7 separate regions of the Mus musculus genome follow, and all the other regions are linked to region 1. The links are chromatin contacts, called in public HiChIP or PLAC-seq and promoter capture Hi-C maps. All regions are on one chromosome and are shown on one strand. The core of a region is the stretch at or near the end of the contact, and the rest is flanking DNA. Distances in the headings are between cores, read along the strand shown. Region 1 holds the start of Fam168b (family with sequence similarity 168, member B). Region 2 overlaps Uggt1 (UDP-glucose glycoprotein glucosyltransferase 1). Region 3 holds the start of 1700001G17Rik (RIKEN cDNA 1700001G17 gene). Region 4 has its middle 13 kb from the start of Gm39622. Region 5 has its middle 15 kb from the start of Gm33176. Region 6 holds the start of Zfp451 (zinc finger protein 451). Region 7 has its middle 20 kb from the start of 1110002O04Rik.

The links. Promoter capture Hi-C pulls out the DNA fragments that hold promoters and counts their contacts. HiChIP or PLAC-seq counts read pairs in DNA pulled down with a chosen protein or histone mark.
Region 2: a contact with region 1 is called in an H3K27ac HiChIP or PLAC-seq map of T-cell acute lymphoblastic leukemia, with 7 times the contacts expected there. The contact joins the enhancer-like site here to the promoter of Fam168b in region 1. A contact is called at or near these places in 9 of 39 promoter capture datasets (the 3T3-L1 cell line, cranial neural crest, embryonic stem cells and 5 more), 10 of 115 datasets of contacts at active chromatin or transcription factors (T-cell acute lymphoblastic leukemia, astrocytes, differentiating embryonic stem cells and 7 more) and 2 of 9 other capture datasets (embryonic stem cells and macrophages).
Region 3: a contact with region 1 is called in a promoter capture Hi-C map of pre-B cells, with 4 times the contacts expected there. The contact joins the promoter of 1700001G17Rik here to the promoter of Fam168b in region 1. A contact is called at or near these places in 1 of 39 promoter capture datasets (pre-B cells), 1 of 484 Hi-C or Micro-C datasets (CD4 T cells) and 1 of 9 other capture datasets (adipose tissue).
Region 4: a promoter capture Hi-C map of the 3T3-L1 cell line shows a contact between it and region 1, with 7 times the contacts expected there. The contact joins the enhancer-like site here to the promoter of Fam168b in region 1. A contact is called at or near these places in 3 of 39 promoter capture datasets (the 3T3-L1 cell line, cranial neural crest and embryonic stem cells) and 4 of 115 datasets of contacts at active chromatin or transcription factors (astrocytes, embryonic fibroblasts, embryonic stem cells and 1 more).
Region 5: a promoter capture Hi-C map of liver shows a contact between it and region 1, with 3 times the contacts expected there. The contact joins the enhancer-like site here to the promoter of Fam168b in region 1. A contact is called at or near these places in 3 of 39 promoter capture datasets (cranial neural crest, hippocampal neurons and liver) and 2 of 115 datasets of contacts at active chromatin or transcription factors (embryonic stem cells and neural tube).
Region 6: a contact with region 1 is called in an H3K27ac HiChIP or PLAC-seq map of regulatory T cell precursor, with 7 times the contacts expected there. The contact joins the promoter of Zfp451 here to the promoter of Fam168b in region 1. A contact is called at or near these places in 2 of 39 promoter capture datasets (the C10 cell line and cranial neural crest), 2 of 115 datasets of contacts at active chromatin or transcription factors (regulatory T cell precursor and thymic regulatory T cells) and 1 of 9 other capture datasets (liver).
Region 7: a contact with region 1 is called in a promoter capture Hi-C map of embryonic stem cells, with 4 times the contacts expected there. The contact joins the enhancer-like site here to the promoter of Fam168b in region 1. A contact is called at or near these places in 4 of 39 promoter capture datasets (the 3T3-L1 cell line, embryonic stem cells and hippocampal neurons).

The regions. Positions count from the first base shown.
Region 1 is chr1:34,840,970-34,844,698 of GRCm38.p6, forward strand. It overlaps Fam168b (family with sequence similarity 168, member B), which reads right to left and starts at 2,081. Exons shown (of 7, transcript NM_174997.2): 1 at 1,859-2,081.
Region 2 is chr1:36,147,651-36,151,379 of GRCm38.p6, forward strand. Uggt1 (UDP-glucose glycoprotein glucosyltransferase 1) reads right to left here. Exons shown (of 41, transcript NM_198899.2): 38 at 2,395-2,509. Among named protein-coding and RNA genes, the nearest start is that of Mir6897, 5.2 kb to the left of the region's middle. Within about 2 kb of position 1,936, at least 36 of the 459 cell types and tissues checked have an H3K27ac peak or open chromatin away from gene starts, as enhancers often do. A contact at or near this core is called in T-cell acute lymphoblastic leukemia, pre-B cells and pro-B cells, where this site is marked.
Region 3 is chr1:33,667,693-33,671,421 of GRCm38.p6, forward strand. It overlaps 1700001G17Rik (RIKEN cDNA 1700001G17 gene), which reads left to right and starts at 2,132. Exons shown (of 1, transcript NR_033199.2): 1 at 2,132-3,020. Prim2 (DNA primase, p58 subunit) reads right to left here and starts at 2,102. Exons shown (of 14, transcript NM_008922.2): 1 at 1,932-2,102; 2 at 1,166-1,328. The coding sequence starts at 1,319.
Region 4 is chr1:35,970,673-35,974,401 of GRCm38.p6, forward strand. No RefSeq gene overlaps it. Among named protein-coding and RNA genes, the nearest start is that of Gm39622, 13 kb to the left of the region's middle. Within about 2 kb of position 1,664, at least 45 of the 459 cell types and tissues checked have an H3K27ac peak or open chromatin away from gene starts, as enhancers often do. A contact at or near this core is called in embryonic fibroblasts, where this site is marked.
Region 5 is chr1:35,924,884-35,928,612 of GRCm38.p6, forward strand. No RefSeq gene overlaps it. Among named protein-coding and RNA genes, the nearest start is that of Gm33176, 15 kb to the right of the region's middle. Within about 2 kb of position 2,033, at least 35 of the 459 cell types and tissues checked have an H3K27ac peak or open chromatin away from gene starts, as enhancers often do. A contact at or near this core is called in liver, where this site is marked.
Region 6 is chr1:33,812,769-33,816,497 of GRCm38.p6, forward strand. It overlaps Zfp451 (zinc finger protein 451), which reads right to left and starts at 1,827. Exons shown (of 15, transcript NM_133817.3): 1 at 1,570-1,827; 2 at 959-1,042. The coding sequence starts at 1,590.
Region 7 is chr1:35,848,341-35,852,069 of GRCm38.p6, forward strand. No RefSeq gene overlaps it. Among named protein-coding and RNA genes, the nearest start is that of 1110002O04Rik, 20 kb to the right of the region's middle. Within about 2 kb of position 1,726, at least 39 of the 459 cell types and tissues checked have an H3K27ac peak or open chromatin away from gene starts, as enhancers often do. A contact at or near this core is called in embryonic stem cells, where this site is marked.

The sequences.
Region 1 (3,729 bases), core at 831-3,330:
GGAAAAAGATATAATTACAAAATAGACCCTCCCGATTAAGGTTCTCAGGATAGTTTTTTATTATTTATATTTATGCTTGTGTCCTGTGAGTGAATGCTGTGTGTGTGTGTCAGATCCTTTGGACCCGGGTTACAGGGAGTTGTGAGCTGCCTAAAACAGTGCTGGGAGAAGAACTGGAGGTTCTGCATGACCACGGAGCACTCTCAACTGCCCAGCCATAGCTCTAGTCCATAGTTTGAGTTTTAAAACATAAACACTAGTGTTGAGCTGAAGTGGTAACTGCAACATTTTAAAGGTCTTACTAGTGTTTCATATCAACACGAATTTCATGGTGCTGTAACTGTCTCTATCCCAGAGATAGATGCTTAAATAAGTAAATTACAGATTGATTAGAAAAATATCAGCATTGGAAAGTTTTCCTTATGTCTGATAGCAAGGAGAGTAGTCTTGCAAGAAAACTCTCTAGTCCACCAAATTCAGCATTCACTGCTGTCTGTGCCCTTCCCAGACAACGTCGGGCTTTTCTGTAGAGAAGTCTGATCTCAAACAAACAAAACTACAGAACACAGACAGAAGCCAGGCATCACTACTGAGACACTAACACATTCATGCTTCGAAACTGTTCTCAGCTGGGCCATAAAAATTAACCGTCTATAAGACAAGCTAGGAAGACAACTCCCTTAAACCATAGGACCTTCGAAAATTATTTTTAACATGCATTTTTTTTCTTCTTCTTCTCATCTCTGTCTAACATTAAAATGGACAGAAAGGCAGGTGTAGAGCTAGCCCAAACCAATCTGAGACTGGAGAAAAGTCCAGTAACAGCAGCCAGCGGTTTCCTCCTCCTTCCTGGGTTCCAGGCACTGGCCTTATACAGACGGTCACTTCCACCCTTAGGGGCAGGAGGTCAGGAGAAGGGCAATTCTATCAACCGCTTCTCAACACCTCCTAGGTGAATGCAGAGACAAGCAACTCAAAACCCTGAAGCCCCCGCCTACTAGACCTTAACTTTCATTTGGTTCTGGTTACAATTAATTTTAACACCCGTAAAGCTTTTCTCACATGTCAAAACATTCCAAAAATGCTGCACGAGTAAACTACAGACACTACCGAAAAAAAAAAAATGAGCCAGCTTTATACAAAGACTAAAGAAAGCAAGCCCTTCAACGATTTCCACCACAGTAGCTTCGGCATTAGGAAAGGTGGCCTAGATTTCTCAAATCTTGGCTGTCAAAGGGAAAACCACTCATTAGCCTTTGACCTACCGAAGTTTTAAAGGCCGTCCTAATTACTTGCACCAGAACTACTCTAATTTAAAATCTTGTCATACTACAGAAAATCATCTCATCTTACACAAGGCGAAGTGGAGAGTTTAAGGCATAGGAACTGCCCAAACCTTTTTTTCTTTTTTTAAATTTTTTTTAAATGTAAGGTGTGTATGCGCACATGTGAACCTTTTCACTAGCAAACCTCCTTGCACGCAGAACACTCCAAGATGTTTACGTGAGTGCTTAAAACAATCAGCTCAGACAATGCAGGAGATACCACGAGAGAGAACACCCAGCCGAGGACGCGCTGGCAGGTCGTCCTTCTCTTTTTTCAGATGAACCTGGGCCACGGCCCGGAACGTCCTTCCTTTGCTAAGGTACCCTCCGAAGCCCACGTTTTCCAGCGAGAGGGGGATCGCCGGGTCTGCGGCGGCCCCGCGACCTTCCCGCCCCGCCCCCCGGCCCGCCGCGGACAAAGCGGCGCCCCTGCTCCCCGCGCGGCCCGACCAGGCGCTGCACAAAGCGCCGCACTTCCGGCCCGCGCCCGCCCGCCCGCCCCGAGCTGCCGCCCCCATGCTTCCCGTACTCACGGTGGCCTGAGCCTCCGGGACCGGCGCGCGCCGGCCCGAGCCGGCACGGCGTGGGGCTCGGCGACGGGCAGTGCCCAGACGACGCTCGGTTGCGGCCGACCGCTAGGCCCGCGCTGCCTCCCGCCCGCCCGCCAGCCTCGCCGCGGCCCCCGCTCCCGCCGACGCTGCGCAGACACCGCAGCCCACGACCTCACTTCCGCCCGCCGCGCGCCAGCCGGGGGCGCGCCGGGCACGTGACGCAGCTGCGCGCGCGCGCCCCGAGAGGCTTGCGCGAGATGCCCGGATGCTAGGACGCGCGCCTAGACTGCGAGCCTCCGCTCAAGCTCCGGCTAAAACCGGGCTGCAAACATCCTTGTAGAAAGTAGTTATGGCCCGTTGTAAGCATTTCCCCTGTTTTGTCCTTGTTTGGTTTTGGACCAGGATGGCCTTGAATTTACAGCTCTTCCTGCATCTACCTCTAGAGTACTGGCCTTAAAGCGACAGCCACCGAGCACAGTCCTAAGATTTTATTTTTAATATGCGTGTAAGTGTGTAGCTGTGTGTGGGGTTGTTCACAAGAGTGCTGGCATGTGATCCTCTCTAGCTGGAGTTACAGGGGATTTCTAGCTTTCCTACGTGCGGTGGTGATGGAAACTTCTCTGAGCCATCTCTGGGATTCCCCACCCCCCTTTAAAAAGATGTATTCGTTTTGTGTGTGAGTGTTTCGCCTGCAAGAATGTGTGTTCACTGCCAAGTACCTGCTTAACGCCTACAGAGGTCAGAAGAGGGAGTTACAGATGTTTATGAACCATTCTGTGAATTGAACCCAGGTGCTCTATAAGAGCAAGCAGCAAACATAGCCTTTAACCCCAACATTTGGGACGCAGAGGCAGGGGGATCTCTAAGTTAGAGGCCAACTTGGTCTAAGGATTGATATCAGCCAAGGCTATGCAGAAAAATTCTGTCTAGAGAAGAAAAATAATCACTGAGGCATCTCTCCACCCTCTTTTCTTTTTGATCTTTCAGTTCCAAGGCCACCAAAAAGATTTTTACCCCGGTAAGCTTGCATCTGTCACAGAGCTAAGAAATAACAAGCACTTAGAGCAAGCCCCAAACCACACTGGCTTCACAAAACAGAAAAGTCAACATCAAGTATGCATGCTAGGAAATGTTTGGGAATAGAGAATAGTAAAAAAGGGGCAGTTAAGCTTCCTATCAGATATGAAAGCATATTTAAAGGCTGCAGCCGATAAGCTCACTAGTGCACAAATAATGAACCAATGGAATGTAATGGGAAATCCAGAAGTATACTAAAACAATTGGGAGAAGTTGACATCTAATAAAATATTTCATATCACTAGGTGCTATTATTTGGATCTTAAAGGTTCAAAAAAAAAATCTACATGTTGATGTCTTGGCTGCTAGCCTGAGAGCTGACACTGTGTATGCTACACAGACTCAGAGATTTGCCTGCCTCTGCCCTTAAGTGCTGGGATTAAGGACATGTGCCACCATGCCTGGCTTTTCCCACCATTTTTTTTCCACAGCAAACATGACTAGCTGAGGATGAAGAAGGATCACTAAATTATTGGTACTGGGGCCACCACAAACGTATAGACTGTATCTGTAACTCATGCACCAGAATAGATTCCAACTTTTAAAAAAGGCATACATTTTTAAGTGTGGAAACAAAAAAGAAGAGAACATGGGGAAGTTCATTTCTAAATATGGAGTAAAGAACTTCTCTTGTCAAAAGCCACCAACAATGCCTATGAGGAACACTGATTGGAGGGGCAAGGAAGTGGGATTAGCAGGTTAAAAAGCTTTGCACTGAAGCCTGGGGGTCCTCAGAGCCCACTAGTGAAAGAGAACAGTCTCCATTAAAATTTTGA
Region 2 (3,729 bases), core at 686-3,185, 1.3 Mb after region 1:
GTAAAAATGATGTAGTGTAGTCAGCCGAGTATAGTGCTATGCGCTGCAATCCCAGCACTCTGGGAGCAAAGGCAGGAGTGTTCACAGTCACTGAGTTCCAGGCCAGCGTGGCGATGTGAGATCCTGTCTGAGAACCATGACCAGGTCAGTTATGCAAGCAACAATCACTCCAGTCTTGTGCACAATGGTGGTCTGAATGAGAACAGGTCATAGGTTTGAACACTTGATCCCCAGTTGGTGAAACTATTCCCATCAACCACACAGCAGCTCACAACCGTCTTTCTGTATGGGGACAGGTTAGGAGGTATGGCCTAGTTGGAGGAAGGGTGTCACTGGGGGCAGACTGCGACATTTCAAAAGACCTACACCATTCCTGGTATCTCTCTCCATCTCCCACTTATAGTAAAGATGTGAGCGCTCAGCTGTTTCTGCTGCCGTGGTTTTTTTGCCCTGCCATCAAGGCCTCTAACTCTCTGAAACCATAGGCGCAGTTAAAGGCTTTATCAATGGCCTTGGGCATAGTGTTTTCTCACAGAAATAGGAATGAAAAGTAACTGAGACAATTTCCTTCATCAAACCGTCAACAAAATAAACTTTAGATACTGCTGAACCTGCACTTTCTACTCTGCGGGAAGATAATAATTATACATAATATACTTTATAATATAACACAGTCTTACAGCCATACATATCATGGCTCCCAGTTTAGGGTCTTTATGTGATTCCTGAGTGTGCAAATAAATGAGTGGGTTTCTGATTCTTGTGCCTTTTCTTTTCCTCCTGTTTGTTTTGTTCAATTCTGAATGTGTTAGCTTTTGTTTTATCTTTTTATTCTGTATTCTATTATTATCCCTTAGATGCTATTTTCTACTGAGAGACAGAAAGCAGGTGAATCCAATGTGAGGAGGGGAAGGAACGGGAAACTGGAATCGGGATATATTATGTGAGGGGGAAAATTATTTTCAATAAAAGGAAAAAAATAAAGAAAAGAAACAGCTGAGAGAAAACATGAACAAAAGCAGTCATATGCTCAGAGGTCATGAGATGAGAGCCAGCAGGTGGGTCAAAGACCTGGCAGTGCAAACTGTCACTCTGCATGAGACAGCTGCTAAAGATAAAGGACAGAGGATTCCAGCACAGACTGAAAACAAAAAATACTAAAATGGAAGCAAATATGTTAATTAAAATGAAGGACAAACAGAAGACTAAACTAACTAGACAGGAAACACAAAGAACAAAGGACAAAAGACTAAAATAATAAACTACTAAGATTGAGCAGGGTGGGGGGGCGAGCTGAGTGAAGGTGGTTAGCTGCAGGAAGCTCTACAGGAAGGAAGAGATAGAATGGGGAACGGCTGGTGAAGGGCACAAAACTACAAAGGAAAGTGAGTAGAGGGAACACATCCCCAGGTCAGCAGAGGCCAAGAGGCTAAATAGAAGCATGGTGTCCAGGCTAGACAGCAGGCTCAGTAGAGTCTACAGAGTGGCAAGTGGGCTGCCTCCTGCCTGCCACAGTCAGGGAGCAGGGCAGCAGTCTGCTATCAGGAGTGACATGCTCCTGACGCACGGGGCTCTGGTTATAGCCTTGGCTTTGTAGTGACTCCTTGATACACCTGAAGATGGATTCTTTTAATGGATGCTACATATCACAATAAACAACAACATATTTTAAGAAAGACTTTAAACAAGCTGGGTATTGTGGCTCATGCCTTTAATCTCAGCACTACGGAGGCAGAGGCTGGTGGATCTCTAGACCAGCCCTGTCTACAAAGAGAGTTCCAGGCCAGCCAAGGCTACTAAGTGCTACCTGGTCTCAAAACAGCAGCTGCAGCAGCAGATTGACAGTAGATATCTAAAACACTTAAAGCTACAACTGGGGCTGAGGAGAAGGGTGAGGGTAGGAGCCCTGGCTGCTCTAACACCTGTCTGTCACTCCAGCTCAGGGTGATTGAGACTCCCTCTCCTGGTCTCTGGGAGCACTGCACATACAGTGCATAGACCTACATGCAGGCAAAACACCCATGCACATAAAGACAAATAAACAGAACACAAACCCAAACGAAACAAACCTGTAATTTTACTTCTGAAAATGCTTGTTATTGGAAAAGTTATTCAGCAAGCCTTCCTGAAAGTTCTGACATGGAGGGCAGTCAGGGCTAGAAAATTTTACTACTTTTTAGTGTAAATTCTGAGCTTTTTGACAGTCTCAGAGCCTTTGGGATCAGACAAGTCTCTCTCTCTCTCTCACACACACACACACACACACACTCACTCACACTCACACTCACATACTTTCCATGAAGAAATAGTTCAGTTCTGAGAAAGCACACAAACACTACTTCATTTTCAGACACAAATGGCATACTTGTATGTGTAATGTCAACGGTCACTTACTTGATCAAGATTTGAAAGACTGTTGGGATCCTGGCTCAGACCTTGGTACTGTCCCCTGAGTCTGTCTCCAGCAGCTATTTTCCTAAACTTCTTCAGATCCACGACATACAGCGCACTGAGTGGAGAGGAGACACTTGTTACAGACAAACCATCAATTGATGTCAACAATGAACCCAACTGAATGGTGGGAGAGGTCATGGATGGAACAGGCCAGTGTCCCAGAGAGAGAGTGGAAGATGCCGCAGAGGGCGCATGCACATGGCCAAGAGGATCACACACCTGCAGGCTATGGCCTGCTCTGACGGCTCACTTTGGCCAGCTTTTTATTTTGTTGTCTTACAAGGAAACTAATTTCTGAGGCAAGATTTCTATCTAGGGGCTGGAGAGATGGCTTGGTGGTTAAGAGCACTGACTGCTCTTCCAGAGAACCTGAGTTCAATTCCCAGCAGCCACATGGTGGCTCACAACCATCTGTAATGGGATCTGATGCCCTCTTCTGGTGTGTCTGAAGAGAGCAACAGTATATTCACACACATAAAATAAATATAAGAAAGACAAAAAGAAATCTGGCTAACTCAAAAGATCCAGTGATAAAGATCACTGAAACTGATAAATGATAACAATTTGCCACCACTATCCTGACGACATCTTAAGATAACAGGAGAGGAGCAGGCAGGGTTCCAATTCTCTGCAGCCAAGAAACACGGAATAAAACTGAAGTCACCGCAGCCATCATTCATCTCTGTGTGTGCTCATTTTAACAAGGAGTTACTTAGGGCCCTGAGGATTGTCGCAGAGGTTAGGAGCCCTGGCTACCCTTCTAGAGGATCAGAGTTTGGTTCCCTTCATGCACACAGTGGCTCACCATCTTCTGTAACTCCAGTTTCAGGGACTCTGACATCTTCTGGCCTTCATGCAGGCAAAATACTCATACACATAAAATAAGTCAATCTTTTCTTTTTTTAAAAAAGATGTATTTTTTGTTTTTTTTTTTGTAAATGTGTATGGGTGTTTTACCTGCATCTATGTCTGTATATCACATGCAAACAGTGCCTACACAGGCCAAAAGGTGCCCTGGACCTGGGCTTATAGGCAGGTGTGAGCACCCATGTGGGTGTGGGTGTTGGTGCTATGGAAAAGTAGCCAGTGGTCCTCATCTCAGAGAACATCTCTCCAGCTCGATAATATTTCTTGTATATGTCCTAGCCTCCAAATCACCTTCTTCCAGAAGACATGGAGTGTCCATTTGAAGTAATAAATGCATATACTGGTATACTGGTTGTGGGTTTTGTTTGTTTGGTGTTTTTTTGTTTTTTAGACAGGGTCTCACTTTGT
Region 3 (3,729 bases), core at 882-3,381, 1.2 Mb before region 1:
AGAAGTCACGAATATTCAAAGGTTCCTAATGCCAGGTGCAAGCCTTCCTCACAGAAATCCCTTCAAGGAATGATGCTTCAACACCAGAAATGAATCTTCTGCACTGCCACCTAAGAACACGACCATGTTCCACATGCATCTCCACTTCCCATGCCTTCTTGCCGTACCGGCTCCCTCAGTCCTGACCTCCAACCACTCTTCATGACACCTACTTGGCATCTCTCAAGCCCTTCACTAGCACCACCACTGTTTAGGGGTCCTTGCGGTTCCATCTGACACGACGAAGCCAAGGGTTTCAACCACTAGGAAACATGTGACACTGCTAAGCCTCCTGTGCCCTTCCCCCCCTCTTGCCTTCACTACATTGGACAGTAATAAGTGCTTTCTCCTGCGTTGACAGCTCTTATCTTGCTGCTCTAAGAAAAATGAACAGTGTTTTCCCATCTCCTGATTACTCCAGCAAGAATATTCTGGAACATAAACTCTAAGAGGGCTTGTATTTGTCTCAGTTCATAGCTAGCTCCTTCATTTCTTCTCTCACACACAAAGGATAAGAGGCCTCCAGTTCAGTGGCTGCATCCTTCTCACACCTCGGTCCTGCGCATTATAATATGCCTTCAAATGTCCACACGTCTCCACTCTCCCTCAACTACTCACACCGGAAGCATAGCTCTCTTTCACAGCCGCAAGCCTTTGTAGAGACCATTATCACAGTTTGGAAAAGCCCTTCACTGCTTCTGCTGGGAAATCCCTACTGTCTGCTCATTTCTTCAGAAACCAGACCAAATTCCAACTTCTCTAGGAAACCTTCCTTAAGTAGACTAAGCTAGTTATTCTCACTTTTACACTCCAGGGGCATTAATATTTACTTCTATCAAAGCAGAAAGTAATCTGATGTATGATTTTAACTCTACACGTCTGTCTCCACATAGCAAATACAGTTTCAACATAGACCTTAATTGCATTACTCATTACAAAGTCCCTGCCACCTGGAAGCAGAGTACTCAATGTGCATACTACAGTGAAGAAGTGAATGACAAACCTTCAACAGCAAATCACCAACGGATGTTGAATGGGCTGCTGAACAAAGAGGAACTGCCTTTATTCATCGTGTGATAACTGCACTTCTCAAGGACACAAACATTGGACTTTAAATGCCACTTACATTTAACTCTGTCAAAAGCCAAGTTTTCAAACTCCGTCAACGATATGTTTTCAGTAGGCGGCTGCAGGTAAAACTGAAGGCTGTGAGGGTAACTAGCATTTCTCTGGTCACCCGCCAATCGCAGCTTCTTCCGGATCCTTCCTGAGAACTGCATCTTGACCACCTTTTGAAAGCAGTGAAATAAATTATATAAATATATATTTATATTATATATTATATAAATTATATATATATGTTATATAGTATATATTGCAATATATAGTGCTTAGGTGGCAACGCAATATATATGTTAAAATGACGGAAAAAGGCTGAGTCAATAGAGTAAATATTTATGGAAACACAAAATATTGGATGCACAGACTTTTTTAAAGGGATTATTCCTAGACCCTGCTGTGTTGTCTAGATTTTCTATACACATCTGTAATAACAGGGGCGAATGTGGGAAGGGCTCAAACTGGGGTATATGTAGACGGTGGCCCTTGTAAGCCAAAGAGTGATCACTAAGTGTTGCTGCCTGCCACCCTCAGGCATGTGCGAACCCAAGACAAGATGAGGTTTGAGGGGAGGGGGGTGTTAAATTCCTGAAATCAAGGTAAAGCAAAGTAGATTCTACCTAGATGAGAGGCTTACTTCTCGTACTTCTAACTCTGGAATCCAGCCTTTCCAGAATAGTCAAAAGTGCCTTAACTTCCCTTCCGGCCCCAGCGCCTTCCCGGGCCGCCCTCCCCGCCATCCCACCCGGAGCCTCCCTCCGACCCGACACCACCTGTCACTCGGTCCCACCAGGTCAGCTCACAAGCTTCCAACTCCACGGCTTCTCTCCGTCCCAAATAAAGCCGCAGTAGATTGTTTAACCAGCCAGCAGCCAGGCTGAAAGAAACACCCGCGCTGACAGCCGCTCTCTCCCAGTGGCGGGAGAGTTCATTTGGAACGGGAAGCGGAAGTGATGCGCAGAGGTCCCACCCCCTGGCGCCCCGCCCACCGCGGTGTGGCGCGGTAGCGACTGAAGGTAGTGCGCGTCTGGAGCGTTTTGCACGCCGACCGACTTTTTGATGCTGGTTTTGTTTTTTGTTTTGTTGACGGATGTGAGTTCTTTTGAGACCATGTCTCGCACCGAAGCCCAGGCTAACTTGGAATTGGTGGCGATCCTCCTGCCTCAACCTCCCACAAGTGCTGGGCTTAGGCTGAGCCGCAACACCCGCCCTAAGATATCTTGAATGCAAGTGATGGAGATTTTGTTGGGTTTTTTGTTTTTGTTTTCCAGAACCCCAGGTGCCCTCTCTGCGCGGAGACGCCTTTGGGCTTGGGGCTGCAGTGCAAACGGCAAACATTCCCGCGCTGCAGCCAGAGTCAGGGTAACTGAGGCTCCGGAAGCTTGCGGGCGCTTTACCGGGGGTGGCCTCCCCTCTGTCATTCCAGGAGGTGGGAAGGAGCCGCCGTGTCCGCTTTGCCCACGACACAAGGACTGTCCCTCCTCGTTGTTAGCAACGCTGCCTTCATCTTCCGGACGAGAAAAGAGCTGTAAGAATGACGTCGGTTTGCTCGTCCCCGCGCGATGCTCGCCAGGGAACACGCGAGCGAGCATAGACTTCGGGGAGCGGAGGAACCTGCAGGACTTAGCAAAAAGCGCTCCGGGACCACAGCGAGGCCAGCTAGGTGGCGTCCTAAGAGCCTGGACGGCCGCTGCGGTCTACAGTGTGTTCGAGGCGGCGTGTCCCCCTACAAAAGCCACCCACAAGCTCTGGGATGGGGCTGGGAGTGGTCGGGTTTAGAAATGCATAGTATATCCTAGTACTTTGAAGCCTCAAAGTACCCACCTAAGATAGACTAAATCGGCGGCTGTCCCTTGAAACGGAACCTGTTTATCTGTCAATTTTTATTCTCAAGCCACACAAAACAGACTCTAGTTAATTAGCCCCAATTTACACATAAAAGAACGGTGACTTCCAAAGGATTCCTGACAGGGGACTCCATTCTGCCAACCTCACTGGCCTGATTTCTTTCGTATGACAGTAGGGTACTCACTTCTCCTCTGTGGCCTATATACAATTATCATCACCAAATCCATAGACACTCCTAAAATATATTAACTGCCTTGTGTGTGTGTGTGGGGGGGGGGGGGGGCTGAAGCACAGAAGGAGAGATACCGTGATTAGAATGAGGACACCATGGAAATTTAAGTGAAATCACAAAGAATAAAAAGAAAACAAAACTAAATATCTGAATATATAAAAACATAAAGCTGGGCGTGGTGGCGCACGCCTATAATCCCACCACTTGAGAGGCTGAGGCAGGCGGATTTCTGTGTTCAAGACCAGCCTGGTCTACTGAGTGAGTTCCAGGACAGCTAGGGCTACACAGAGAAACCCTGTCTCGAAAAAAAACAAAAAAAAACAAACAAAACAAAAAAAAAAAAAAAAAAACATTAAATTGTGCAGCTAACAAAACAAAACAAAACAACAACAAAAAAAACATTAAATTGTGCAGCTAAAAAAGTCCCCAGAATTATTTTTCAGTCAGAAAGAGTATGAGTTTATTAGAGAAAATGTTAACAGGAACTGAAC
Region 4 (3,729 bases), core at 414-2,913, 1.1 Mb after region 1:
CTTATAGAATGAAACACTGCTTTGAACTTCTTATGAATATCCTCTGTAACTCCCCTTTTGTGTAACATTTTATCTATGAGGCAATTTTATAAAGAACTTTATCTAAGAAGGCATGAAAGGGCTGAAAGAAAAAAATTAAGTGCAGTTGCTAGAGCCGTGTTCCATCCACCAAATGTATTATATGTCTGTCTATATGTATGTAGGTATATGAGTATGTATATACATGTGCACTTGTGAAATTGATAAACAGGTGGTCAGGCCCAACCAGAGTGTGTGTGTGTGTGTGTGTGTGTGTGTGTGTGTGTGTCTGGGTCTGTGTCTGTTCATCTCTCTGTGTCTGTGTGTGTGTGTCTGTATGTGTGTCTGTCTGTGTGTGTGTATCTGTGTATGTGTCTATGTGTCTGTGTATAAGTCCATGTGCCTGTATGTCTGTGTGTATGTCTATGTGTCTGTGCATCTGTGTGTGCATGAAAGAGTGAGTGTGTGTGTGTATGTGTGTGTGTCTGTCCTTGACTTTCTCCCTTTTCTTTTCTCTCTGGCTCACAAAGAGTTAACGAACTCCAAGCCTCTAGCCAGGCCAGTTCGAAGCCTTTGAAGCAAAGAGAAAAGAACCCAGGTAACTAAGCTTTTTTCCTGACTCCCCTGCTGCTGTCAGCAGGGGTTACATTGCCAGAAGCCAGCAACTTTTGGCCCTGCTGATCACTGACCTCTTTCCCTGCCTTCCTCGGGAAACTGGATGACAGGCTAGCCTTGGCACGTATGGGACCATCTCTGCCTCTTCCTTGTCATAAAGTAGCTTGTTCTTCCTTCACAAAGACTCCCACCAGCATGTGCTGCTCTGCTACAGGCCCAAAAGCAACAGGTCAACTCCTGTCTGGGTTACTTTTCTGTTGTTCTGAGAAAACACATGACCAAAGCCACTTATGGAAGGATGGGGTTATTTGGGTCTACTGTTCCAGAGTCAGAAGAGTCGTCACCATCATCGTGGGGAAGTGTGTCAGCAGTCAGGCAGAGCAGCAGAAAAGCTGAGAGCTCACACCTCAAACTGCAAGCAGGAAACAGGAGACTGACGGAGAATGGCCGGGACTCTGAAATCTCAAAGCCTGCTTGCCCCTAGGCTCCAGCAAGGCCATGCCCACTAAGCCACCCCAAACACTGCTGCTTACTGGGGACCAAACATTCAAACATCAAAGACTATGGGAGACACCTTAATTCAAATCACAACCACTTACTTCTAAAGCTGTGAGGCCCATGACTTACTCACAGTAAGGGAAAGCGGGCTGCCACAACATTGCATCAAGGTGGGAGATGCGAGGCTTTTTCAGTGAGCTGAGCTTCAAGGAGCTCAACAGCTGCTAGAGCCACAACAAACCAGTGGCTTTGGGGTCCTTTTCTTGTGAATTCAGAGAATGAAATTTGTAGACTTCAAAGGATGAGTTTCAGAGAGTGTTGTTATATTCAAAAGTGAGAGAGGCAGATGTCTCAGAACTCCTGTACAACGGAAAGGATTGTAAGAAATAGGATACCACTTAGCTGCTAGTCAGAGAGGGGTCTTCTTAAAGGAGTATGACAAAGACTGGGGTGAGCTACGGAGGGTAGAAGGCAAGTGAGCTGATCAGTCTACTTTGTCAAACCCGGTGTCCAGCTTCCTCTTCAGTCTCATCGTGTGGCCTCAAGTGGAGCCTCGGGCCTCCTTTAATAAGAGACAGCGAGGGAACACAGCTGGGAACTCTCTTCTGGGCTCCAGCAAGCACTTCCTCAAACCTGCTGCCTGGGGTCCCTGCCCCCACTCAGCCACTTTCTCCTTCCCATTCTCCCCAAATGGACTACATCAAAATTTACAGCTCTAAGCCTGAGCAATGGCCCAGTGGGTAAAGTACTTGACACACAGATACACACAGAGGATTCAAGTTTGAGCCCCAGCAGTCTCCAAAAACAAAACCTAAAGTACCGCTCTCAGCACAGGTATGGTGGTGCCTGCCTGTCATCCCAGAGCTGCAGAGATGAAGACAGGTTAACAGGCTCCTGGAGCTCTGAGCCAGTCCACCCAAAGTGACAGGCTCCAGGTTCAGTGAGATGCTCTGTCTCAAGTAAATAAATAGAGTAGAGACCAGATATCCACCTTTGGCCTTTGGCCTCCACAGACATGCATATGAATTCATACCTACTACTACTACTACTACTACTACTACTACTACTACTACTACTACTACTACACGTACACACAACACTCTATAAGCATCCCTGCTAAGACAAGGAAAGACAAACTAGCCTAAGAGAAAGCCAAACACTTATCTGATAATGACTTCTTTCTAGCATATACAGAGAACCATTCTTGGTGCATAATTTATAAAATGTGTGGAACTTTATAAAATTTATGTATTTGTAAATAATCTATCAAAGTTTGTGTTTAGCTGGGTGTGGTGCGCCTTTAGTGTCAGCATTCTGGAGCCAGAGGCAGGCAGATCTCTAGGATTTTGAGGCCAGCCTGGTCTACATAGCTAGTTCTGAGTCACCCATAATGAGACCTTGTCAAAACAAAACACCTTTGAATATAAAAACAGATCCTAAATTTCAGTGATGGAAATAGCAATCCATTTAGAAATGGCACAGAGAGCATAAAGAATCATTTCACGGAGAGGGTACCCAGGTGCCAAGTAAACTCATAAAAGAGAGTCAGCATCACCAAACTGAGGGCCATGGTAATGCCAGGCACCAACTCTCTTTTCTCCCATGGCTGTTAAGCAAATGAATGACGCAGCCGGCAAACCACTAATGAGTTCCGAGTGTTTAACACACACTCCTAAGGCTTCTTGGCAGGAAGTGCTGAGCTGCCTACCCAGGAGGGAAATGGGCCAGAACCTCAGCAGATGTGCAAGACGCTGGGGGATTAGAAATAGATGTGGACCCCACACAGGAAGTGGACGACAGAAGATGTAGGAGAAGCCGAGCCTCCTCCACTGTGGAGTGAGCAGGGAGACACGTGAACCCAGGTCTCTGCTGACCCTTAGATGTCCCACAATGCACCGCACCTCCCTCCCTTCTTGGAAAACAGCTTAATGCTCCCAAAGTGCATATCCAACAACAGCACCAGGAACAAACAGCGGCCAGTCACTGACAGGCCGTAATAACTAACTTCCTGGAATTCTAATTCTGCGTTCTTTCAGTCAATAGCATTCAACAAGTGCCGTGGGCCCTTCTCATCTGGTATTTTAATCTCTTAGCTTTCTTTTCTTCCCTTTCCTTTCCTTTTCTCCCTTTTCCTCCCTTTTTAAAATTCTTTTCTTTTTTTTTCTAATTTGCTTGCCCGGTTTTGTTTCAATTTGGGCAGTCGTTCTTGTTTTGTTGAGATAGGATCTTGCTCTGTAGCCCAGAGTGGCCTCGGCCCGTAGCCTTCACTAGTGCTAGTACCATAGGTGCGTGCCACCATGCCCACCGGAGTCCCATGGTTTTCAGTGAGGACACAGAGAATGCAGGCCAAGGCTGAACAGGAAGGGCTGGAGCTGCACTGCCGTGGGCCTCTCGGTGAACGCCTCCGGACCTATCTGGTAGCATTGGCTTTGGAGAAACAAGCAGGGGAGAATGGTTAAGTCCGGAACCACCAATGGGCAGAATGACCCTATTCTAGAACATCACAGAGATGAAAGCGTGCTTTTCTACTCAAAACCTTTAAGGACATAATCCTTAGCAACGACAATTCTCTCCTTTCAATTGTCTTTTTTGTAACAA
Region 5 (3,729 bases), core at 783-3,282, 1.1 Mb after region 1:
TGGGTCATTCATGTTCCCGTAAGTGATCCTGTAAACCCCCTGGGTCACCAGCTTGGACTCTTCTGCAGTCAGTACTTTGCTCTGTCGTGAGTTCACTATCTGCAGCAAGCAGACATGTGTGTTATATCTTCCCAGGAAGTCCAAGCTCAGAGCACTACCTGGGGATAGGCTTACCCCATTTCTAGTTTTGTTCTCTCTGCTTAGTTCTTACAGTTAAAGATGTGTTCTCTCGGTTTGCCACTCCAGTCAGGTGCCGACATACCTCCCTCACTGTTATGGACACTCTTTTTGGAACCATGAGCTCATATAAAGTCTTCCTTCCATGGACTTTTAATCACAGCAACAAGAAGTAACAAATATAGCCTGTCTCTGCCCTCTAAGCATTAGAATTATAGATAGGCCAATATGCTCACCCAACATTTATGTCAGTCCTGGAGATCTGAACTCTGAACCTTCACACTTGCCAGATAAACACTATACCCAGCCATTGTCCCAGTCCAGTACCTCCTTTAAATTTGACTGTCCCAAGTATTTGTCACACCAAGGAGAGCCTAACACCCCACCAGCTGTGGAATTACCCAGTAGACCTTATTATTGATGGTCCTGCAGAGACATGAATGAGTGGTTGAGTAGATATCACAACGAATGCTCTTTGTGGCTTCCTAATGTGGTAGTTCCTGACTGACGTAGTGCCAGCCTCAAGGCGATCTTAGCCACCAGGACACTGGCCCTGGGGCCTCTCACAGGGGCTGCAAGAGTCTCAGGATGAGTCTTCCGGAGGCAAAGCAGTGACCCAATCTGGTCTCTTTGTCTAGCTCCAGGTCCAGCATGGACACCCTGGCTGATCAGTGAGCTACACCACCCCTTCTGTCTCTGAGGGCTTTTCAATATACACCTGGGCTGGCCCTAAGTCTGCCTCTGCTCACCTCTGCAACCTCTTTACTCTGTGGATCCAGGCACATCAGGTTCTCACTAACTCCCTGCCCGGAGCCCCTTGGCCAGGTGCTGTGCATGGTATTCCTGTGCCTTGATGATTCTTCAAGGCCATTCCTGTTCTGGGAATCCCGTGCTACCTCTCCTGAGCCCTCTCACCTTCAGACTCCCCTTAGTTCCCCCCATGTGCTTCACCAATCAACACACAGCCCCCTGGGCAGTGACTGCTTGTTAACAATGTCCCACACAGATAATGTCTACAAATGGCTAAGCTGGTGCATCTTGCCATCCTCTGTCTCCAGAAAGTCACCATCGTGGCCTCCAGAAAGTATCTGGGGACAGACCCAATCCCTCTTTGCACATCCCCAGCAAAGTGTTTGCTTTCTGTTAGAGAGTGCTACAGATCCATTTCCCTGACAGTGATGGGAATGGGTATTGTCAGCCTCAGGAGAACACATTATGAAGGACTCCAGGCCAGCTTTCAAAGGAGGAAATCAATATGTTCTTCCCGGCAGTGTTTGCTCCCCTCACCTGACCTCTCCGCTCAGCCCAGCTGCTCTCAAAGCCTACATGCTGGCCTCTTCTGCTCCTTCCTTCCCAGAAGGGGCGGGGCCTTTCTTGGAACATCACTGTAGCCTCAGACAAACCATCTTTTCTTCCCAGGGAGACACCAGAGCAGGTAGCCCATGGAGTTCAGAGACAGAGAACTCAGATGCCCTTCCCCAAGTGTCTGTGTTTAGAAGCCTCTCAGGACCCTGTCCAGAGTGTCCAACCCACGGCCCATGGGCTGCACACAGCCCAACATAGCTGTGAAGGGAGCCCCAACCAATATTATAAACCTACTTAAAATAGTATGGTGTGGGGGTTGCAAGATAGCTCAGAGAGCAAAGATACTTGCTGCAAGCCCAACACCCTGAGCTGAAGAACTAAGAGCTAGTCAGATCCCTGATGGCAGACAGAAAGCAAAAGCGCCACAAATAGATGCATGAAAAATGCTATTCTTCTGGCTTCCTCCCCATCCTGATTAAGGTCTAGCAGGCTTTCATTCCTGCCTGCAGCTCTCCAGCCACCACCACCACCCCCTCCCCCACTTCCAGCTGATGGGTCCAGTCTAGCCAGATACAGCTCAAGGCCAGACCTAGATGTGTTTACCCAAAGCTGTGGACTTATCAGCTTCCCTTTCTTTGTCTACACCAGAGATTCTCAACCTGTGTGTCTTCACCCCTACAGGGGTCACATATCAGACGTCCTGCACGTCAAACATTTACATCATGATTTATATAACAGTAGCAAAATAACACTTATGAAGTGGGGATGAAATAATTTCATGGTTGGGGATCACCACACTGCAAGGAACTGTGCCAAAGGGTCACAGCATCAGGAAAGTTGAGAACCATTGGAAACTGGCCAATCCTAAATTAGGAACAGGGGGCCCATCCCAGCCATCCAAGAGAGAAAGGACTTGGCTCTTCTGTGTGTGAGTTTTTTCACCTTTAGTAAGAGTTACCTGCTGCTGCACACTGTGACAGATTTTTCCCACCGTTTATCCCTTTAATAGGCAGAGAAAACAGGCTAGAACAAATTTCCTTGATGGTAAGAGAATTGGATCCCCAGAACCCACATCGTGAAAGTGCGGACTGATCCCCACAAGTTTTTCTCTGATACAAATGCACACACACACACACACACACATTCACACATACACACATACACATGCTCACATACATGCTCACACACATATATCCTCACACATACATGTACATATATGCACAAACATATATATATGTATATATATATATATATATATATATATACACTAAATAAATGTAAAAACAAATTTAAATATTATCATGTGGCTGGGGCGGTAGATGGCTCAGAAATATTTGCCATTCAGCCATGAGAAGCTGACTTTAACCTCCAGCACCCAGGTAAAACGCTAACTGTTAAGAGAGCATGTGCTTAGAATCCAGGCTCAGGACAAGAATGAGCAAGTGGTACTGGGGGCTCAGCCAGCCTGGCTGAGTCAGATAGCTTCAGATTCAGTGAGAGAACACGTTACCAAAATATAAGGCAGAGAGTGAGAAAGACACCTGACTTTAATTTCTACATGTGCACACACTAAAACATACACACACCATAACTCAACTGTGCAATTGTTGAACAAGAACTTTGTAGATGATGATATCATGTCAATGTCAAAAGCTGGGCACACCTGATATTCTCCTTTGCTTCCTACCACTGTGGTAAAACACAGACCAAGAGCAACTCAGAAAATGCTGATGGGTTACACTCCATTACGGAAGGAAGCCCAGGCAGGAACCAGGAGGCCCAAACAGAAGAGACCACGGACGAACACTGCTTACTGGCTTGTTTGGGGGTTCATATTCACCTACCATTCTTATATTGCTCAGGCCCACTGCCCAGGGTGGCATTGCCCACAGTGAGGTGGGTCATCCTACATTATCAATTAAGAAAATCCTCCCAGCCATGACCACAGGCCAATCCAACGGAGGCAACTCTTCAGTTGAGACTCCCTGTTCTCAAATGCATCAGGTTGACCACCCACTCTATGGAACAAGCTTGAGTCGCACCATAAGTACGCCACACTGCTTGAAGGGACACCAAGAGACCACTTCTGGCATCTGCCCTCAGATCCTCCACTTAACAAAAAGTCTCGAAATGAAGCTGTCCCCGGGGACATTCTCCTCCTTGACGGTACCATCTGCATGCTCAGGGATTTATCCTGCCAGAGCTCCTGCAGCAACATAGACCCAGAGCCACACACGGCTGCCGGAG
Region 6 (3,729 bases), core at 577-3,076, 1.0 Mb before region 1:
GGACTCCAATAGGAAAACTGCCAAGAAAATGATTTTATGAAGGCCGCCCCTCCCAATCCCACTAACACACCATACCCAACTGACCGCCATCAGGGCTCAATGGTGGGAGGATGGTCTTTAATAAGCATTAGTCTACAGCTGGTCACAAGGTCAACAAATACATCTGGGCTGACCAATAAGAACTAGAGAGCTTCAATGCCAAGCTCAGCTAACTACAGCATCCCAAGGAGAGCTGTATAAAGCAGGGATGTTCTCTAGCTACACACTACTTAAGAAGAACTGATGTACAAACTTAGCCACTATAGGTGACAATCACCCAAAGCCGTTTCCCTTCCCTCTCACCATCACTTTAGGACTGGCTGGGAGATCCCAGGGTCCCTCACTGTATGTCAAAATAACAATACCTAGGCTCCAGCCTGGATTTCTGATTCAACAGATCTGGAGGGGGCCCAGATCTTACAGCTTCCACTCAACGCTGGAGAACACCTGCTCCCCAAAGGAACAAATGTAGAAAAACAGCAGTGTTTCAGGTGACACAGGCCTCCCCATTGTGACCAACAATTTTCTGTGATGTAACAAGATGACCTCAGACGTTAGGGAAGTCCTCAGCGATTAGAGGATACATCATGCTAAGATGCAATGTTCTTTGCAGGCCTTACTTCCAACCTCCTGGCATTAACTAGTCCTGTGTGTCTTCTTTCTTGGACAGAAGTTAAGCCCTGGGCAGTACCAGGAAGCACAAAACAATTCGGATGCCTACTCCAATTGTTCAGGTAGCCCCAAGCACTGAGGTATCCCTTAGGGTGAAAGTCCCCAGCATCAGTGTGCGACAGCTATTCGCCATTCATGACTATCTGTTGAGTCTGTTGAGTGATGACTGCCTGTCTGGTGGGGCTTAATCATACAATGGCTTACCACACTTCACTCCAGCAAACCGCGATTGTCTGTCTCTACTTACACTAACAAACTGAATGTCATCTTCGTTTTCATCCGTGGTAGACTCTGATGCCTCGGGCCCAGCTGGTGGGACAGATTCTATTATCTATAAACAAAAGCCAAAACACGCTTATCGATTCAGCCACAAGATCGCAGGAAGAAATTCTCCCCAAAAGGATCGATTAAAGACAAAAGCCCCTGAGGGGAAGCAGCAGGACCAAGCGGAAATCCAGCCCAGGGAACTGCATGGAGGAGGCCGGGCGTGCTAAGCCGTCTTGGAGCTGCAGAGACCTAGCTTCCCAGGCGAGCTGCCACAATTCCCCTCCCCGCCTCTTACAGGGGCAGGGATGCAGGCTCTAAACCCCCGGGGTCGGGGATGCAGGCTTCAAGTACAAGGCCAGCCTGCCTCCAAGCCCTTCTCACCCTCGGGGCTGCGGCTGCTTCGGCTAGGGCGGCCAGGGGCTGGGGGCGGCCGGACCGCCATTGTTGAGGACTCCACGCAGACGTGCACCAGGCCCGGAGGCCCCGCACTCGCCCGAGGCCGCCGCCCGGCTGAGCCCAAAGCTGAGAAGACAAACCAAACCTTTCGGGGTCGGGCTCGGCGGAGCCAAGGCCCGGGCCGCCACCACTCACCTCCGGCCCTGGGTCTCCCATTTCTCCCACGGCCTGTCAGCACCACGCTCCCGCCGCCGCCGCTGCTGTTCCCGACGCCGCCGCCACGACTTCCCTCTCGCCCGGCGCCGCGCGACCCGCCCTGCGTGAGCGCCCACGCAGCTGACGCCTCAGGCCGCGGGGACGCCAAGCTGCCGGACCCCAAGCGCGGCCTCACTGCCGCTAGCTTCCAGCGCCGCTTTGTACGCTCCCCGCCTTCCTCCCGCCCCGCGAGGGATTCTGGGAGTCGTAGTTTCCGCCGGTCTCGAGGCTGACGACCGCGTGGCGGGGAAAGGTGGCGAGGATCCGGAGCTCGGCGCTCATCTGCATCTCCGGAAGATGGCAGGAGGAGGTGGTGAGGGTCTTGATGTAGTTTTGAGTCCACGCCAATTCTCGTTCCGCTGCCGCCTTTCACTTAGAGACACTGACAGGAAAAGAGCCCCACTGGCAACAAGCAAGGCAGATGAAAACATGGAAGACTTTTTCCTCCCAATTACATCTTGGCAAAGCAAGGGCAAGAGCTTATATATGGCATTCCTGAGAGGTCATTAATTCTCGCAGAAGTCTCACAAAGGGGCTTCCTTGTTGTCCACAGGTTCCTGTAAACTAAAAGTAGCATTACTGATAAGGTTCCAGAGGGCTGCCCCTAGCCTTTCCTGTTTCTCCCTTGTTCTTTTCAGGCTAGGTTGAGTTGATAGGTTAATTACTTGGAGAGTGGAACACAGAGGTGTGGGCAAAACAGTCCTAGTAATGTCAGTTAACCCTTTCAGACCTTTAGTGATCATACTGCTATGAAAGCAATGCTCAGTGGTCTTTGTTTCGGGCCAGAAGGAAGGATGGATCGATAGATGGATGGATAGGTTTAAGTGAAGTCCAAGACCTGAAGCACTTGAGCTACTCAATCTCTCTCATGTTTTCTATCTCCCGGTGCTAGTAAATATTCAGTCTCACTCAAGGACCAGAGAGAGGAGCAAGGAGTAAAACTAGAGTACAGAGTTCAGCGGGAAAGTAAAAGCAGCTAAATCCCAGGGGTATAATGTAATTTTTCAAGATACACTTGGACTCTTATAAAATAAAACCGAGCCGGGCCGGTGGTGGCGCACGCCTTTAATCCCAGCACTTGGGAGGCAGAGGCAGTCGGATTTCTGAGTTCAAGGCCAGCCTGGTCTACAGAGAGAGTTCCAAGACAGCCAGGAATACACAGAGAAACCCTGTCTCAAAAAAAAAAAAAAACAAAAAAACAAAAAGAAACCCTGTACCAAAAAACAAACAAAAAAGGTTAAATAGATATTTCCTTTGTCAGTTGCCGCTAGCTACCCTTCTGTGAATGTAAAATGGTTCAGACCTTACTGACAGGGTTGGAGCCTGTGTAGGGTTTAGGGGAGGAGATACTTTTTATATAAGCAAAATTGAAAATTGGACCTGTGATAGAGCTCTCTCTCTCTCTCTCTCTCTCTCTCTCTCTCTCTCTCTTCCCCTCCTCCTCTCCTTTTCCCTCTCCCCCTCCCTTCTCTTCCCCCTTGTCTGGGGTCAGAGATTGGGCTTGCAGGAACAACAGAGAAGCAGCTGGCAGGACACAGGTAAAACAGTATTCTAGGAAAGAAGCTAAGGAGCCCTCTTGGGTTTGGAGGAGCTAAAGAAAAAGGTAGACTGGCTTGGAAGAATGACACAGAGAGATTTCTGAAAAGCCAGCAGTTTCATTGTAGAATCGTAGAATCGGGCTTGCAAATAGATGTTTTGTATATGGTTCAGAAAATAAAATTACCTCACTGAGTGAGCTAGAAGGGTTTTTTTTTATACCTCCTGTGTCTTTATTGGTATAAAGATGAGATAATTTAAATGGTTACACTGTGCGGAACACCATGACAGTGGATGAGGAATTCTGTAAGACCCTAGTGTTGGCAGAAACATCACTTGCAGGAAAGACAAATCCATACCCAGAATAAAGATCTACTCCAGCAAAGACAAAGTGTTCTCCTTTCCATGGAGGAAGTGAAGTGGTCCAATAGAGTCCAGCTGCTGAAAGATCCTGACAGAATGTAAAAGGTCACAGAAGCCCTGAAATTGGCAAGATAGATGTCACTGTTAGCAGAACTAGCTTCACTGATTTAGAAAAATAGAGGTGCACAATGCTCTGGCCAC
Region 7 (3,729 bases), core at 476-2,975, 1.0 Mb after region 1:
TTCCTCCTTCAAGCTGGGCCACAAAATCTCACTCTGTGCCTATCTCGCTGCAATCACCCTAGGTCGCCCCACATCGTCATTTTGCTCATAACAGCATAATTAGAAGTGTCAAATATTTTACAGTGCTCACAGTGCATTTGATGTAAGAGTATCCCAATCTTACATCCTGGTATCCGCACAGTGAAACCATCACTGAGGCATGTCTTCTCTTAACAAACTGTGCAGGCTCCAGCAACCACCATAATCTTTCTAAAAATGTCTTTTCCTTGGTACTTCGTTGCCTGATAATAGATAATCAACTCTAGGATATACAGAGAATAACTGAGTGAAGTGTTTAAGATCATATACAGGCTTAAAATTTTACTAAAACCTAACCCAAAACACCCATATTTAGACCCAAAGCCCCAAGATGAGTCAGCACTTCAGGTGTCAAGTGAAACCCTATTTTCCCAGTTTCTGACTCTACAAAGGCAAAAGTGGTTACTATTCTACTTATATCTGAGGTCCTTCACTGTAAGCAGGGCAGCAGTAACAAGGCCAGAGTGTGGTGGGAACCAGGAAATGTCATTCATGCATGCACGTAGTTGGAACCAGGAAATGTCATTCATGCATGCACGTATTGGTCGCTTTTCAAATTGCTATTTCAAAATCCTTGACAAAAATGAAAAGATTTAAAAAAGGACAAATTCATCTGGTCACGGTTTAAACGCACAGTGCAGCGTGCCTGGGAGAGCAGGGTAGCAGGGCTAGAGGCAGCCCGTCACACTGGACACAGAGCCAGCAGGCAAGCAGAGGGATGCTGGCGTGTCACTCACTTCCTATTTTTTATTCAGTCCGGGACTCTAGCTTATGGCATGGCACCACTCACCTTGAAGGCAAGTCTTCCCAACTCAACCCAATCTACAGGGTCCCTTATAGACGTGCCCAGAGGTCTGTTTCCATGGTGATCCTAATTACCACCAAGTTGGCAATCAAGATTGAGTATCACAAGGTGCCTGCCTCCTTTGGGTGTTCTTTAAGTAGCGATGGATGATGTCTCCCAAGTCCACAGCAAGCTAAACATCTAGGCAGAAACAGGTTCTAGTATACCTCTGTTACCCTCTCCTAGCAGAATAGCCACCATGGAGCCAATACACTACCAAGCATCTCAAAAGTGAACTATATCCCTACTGTAGCTGGGAAAACATCAAAAGTCAGCATTCAAATAACATTTTCTTCCGACCACGTATCACTTGTGATCTGCCATACAGTCAAACCATCATACACTGGAGATGTCTGGACCGAAAGGTCAACGTTCCCCTTCCATTCTGCATCTTGAAGGGGGACGTGCTTATTATTCCATTCTAGAAGAAGCCAAGCTGTCTCGGGATATTGAATCTGAGATTCTGAGACCAGACATGGCACAGTGAAGCCCTGAGCTATTTTTAAAACTACCCTCTTGACTAACTGTGTACAGTACTAGAGTTTGGATCTTATCTATCCCCTAAAGGCTTGATCTTGGCTTGATCACCACAATGGCACTAGTGGGGATTTTAAAAGTGAAAGCAAAAGGGGGAGTTGTGTGTGTTGTGTATTGCAGAAATCAGACCTTCAGGAAAACAAATCGAACCCAGAGAGCTGGAGAGCTCATTTTTAAATTATGCCAGCAGGTTCAGCTGGCAGACCGTCTGAGCTAAAGCTCTGAGGAGTTGGGCCCTGATCCAACAGTTTTTCACTATATTTATAGACTGTACGGCATCACTTTTTTTTTTCCTTTTTCTGTCATTGGTGGGCTTAGCGTATGTGATTAAGGATCACGATTGAGCATATTTACTGAAGGAAAACTGACATGGCTGGAACAATTACTTTGCAACTGTTCGTCTAAGGGCGCGCAGGGTAGCGGGTGAGGGGACTGCTAGCTGATACAGGAAGTAAGCAAGTTTACAGAAGCAAAGTGCCACACATGAGACGTAGCTGCAAGTGCAGCAGAGATTTTTAACTCATTCTGAGCCCCCTCATCCATGGTCGGTCACGATACGTCCTTTAAAGGCTAGCTCCTCCTCTTCCTGTGATACCCTAGCCCCTCCTCTTCCTGTGGAATTCTAGCCCTCCCCCTTCCTGTGTCTTTTTTTTTAGGGGTGCTGTGGAAAACAGAGAACAACCTTAGGCCTCATTCCCCTGAACCACCTTAGTTCTGGGGATGTCTTACTGAGACCTGGAACTTGCCCCGTTCACCTGGGTCAGCTGGCCAGTGAACCCCAGGGATTCGCCTGTCTTCTTTTCCCCAGCACAGGGATTACAGATGTGTCCCACCGTGCCTGATGTTTTTGTTGTTGTTTGTTTTTTTTTGTTTTTAAAGAGGGTCCTGGGAATTGAACTCAAAGCACAGATCAGCCACGCTTGCAAGGCAAGCCCATTGAGCCACCTCCCCTGCCCTTCCTGTCTCTTTTGAATGCTAGTCACAAGGAGAGCAGCTTTGTTCGGCTCCACACTCTCCACTGTGCTGTGCTGACTCAATGATTAGAGAGTAGAGCCTGCAAAATTCAGAGGGAAACTGACTGAAGCTTTTCTTTGCCACGGTGATGGAGAGATGGCAACACACCCACCTACTCACTCACAGTCCCCGGATCTAAGGTTGTAAAACAATAGAAATCGTGACCTAACACATCTAGACACCCCAAAGAAAGGAACAGGGAAAAAGAAGAGTTAACAAGTCTGGGTACAGAAAACCGGTTTAAACCGGGGTCCTATCTGTACAGTGACAGCACTTAGTGGCCCTGCCCATTTATGGACCAGCCTGACTCCATCTTAAAACTAGAGGGTCAAAGTAAGGTCATTCCTGTTTTCGTAAAATTTGGGGTTGACCTATTTTCTGGAATTTGACACGTTCCACACCCTATACCCTGACCTCCACCCCAATAAGATAATATGTTCTGCCAAGTATTTTGAAGCGTTCAGCCAAGTTCCTACATAACCAAAATTCCTCTGGACCCCCCCCCACACACACACACACAACCCTTGAAAAGCCCTGGTAGTTTGGGGGTTATATAAACCCCATGGTCTCTATGTTCACTGCTATTTCCTCAAATCCCTGCTTTTAGGGAGACAGCTCTGTCTGAAAGAAAATAAAGCTTGCTTAATTCAACTAAAAGAATTTGGGTAATGGTCTTTACTCGCGTTTGCTGGAATTAAGGATGTCCTCCCTAATGCCCTGGCCTCAGGCTCCTTTCTTCCCTTCCCCAGCCCAGTAGCATATTAACCCTAGTACTTTACCATCTCTCTCCCTCCTTCTTCTTTCCTTCTTTCCTTCCTTCCTTCTGTATATGTGCAGGTCACACAAATGTGTACACATATATGTGGTGGTCACAGTATAACCCTGGGTATCCTCCTTCCACCATCCACCTTGATTTTGAAGACAGAATCTCTTACTGCACTAGAACTTACCTGGCATGCTAAACTGGCTGCCAGCTAACCTCAGGGATCCACCTGTCTCCGCCTACCCAGCACTGGAACTACAATCACATTCCATCATGCCCAGCTTCATTGTATTTATCTATACAGGGGCCAGATATAGCGGGGTTCCAGACCTCCTGCGTGGTGCTTGTGGTTGAACATGGACTACAGGAATATGAAAAGCTTGCAAGGCATTAGTTGGGAACTCTGAAGCTATGTGTTGAATTCTTGACTGGACCAGCTGAGGCCCCTCCGCAGTCTCTGCCTGAACCCCACTCTCACCCTGTCCACACAATC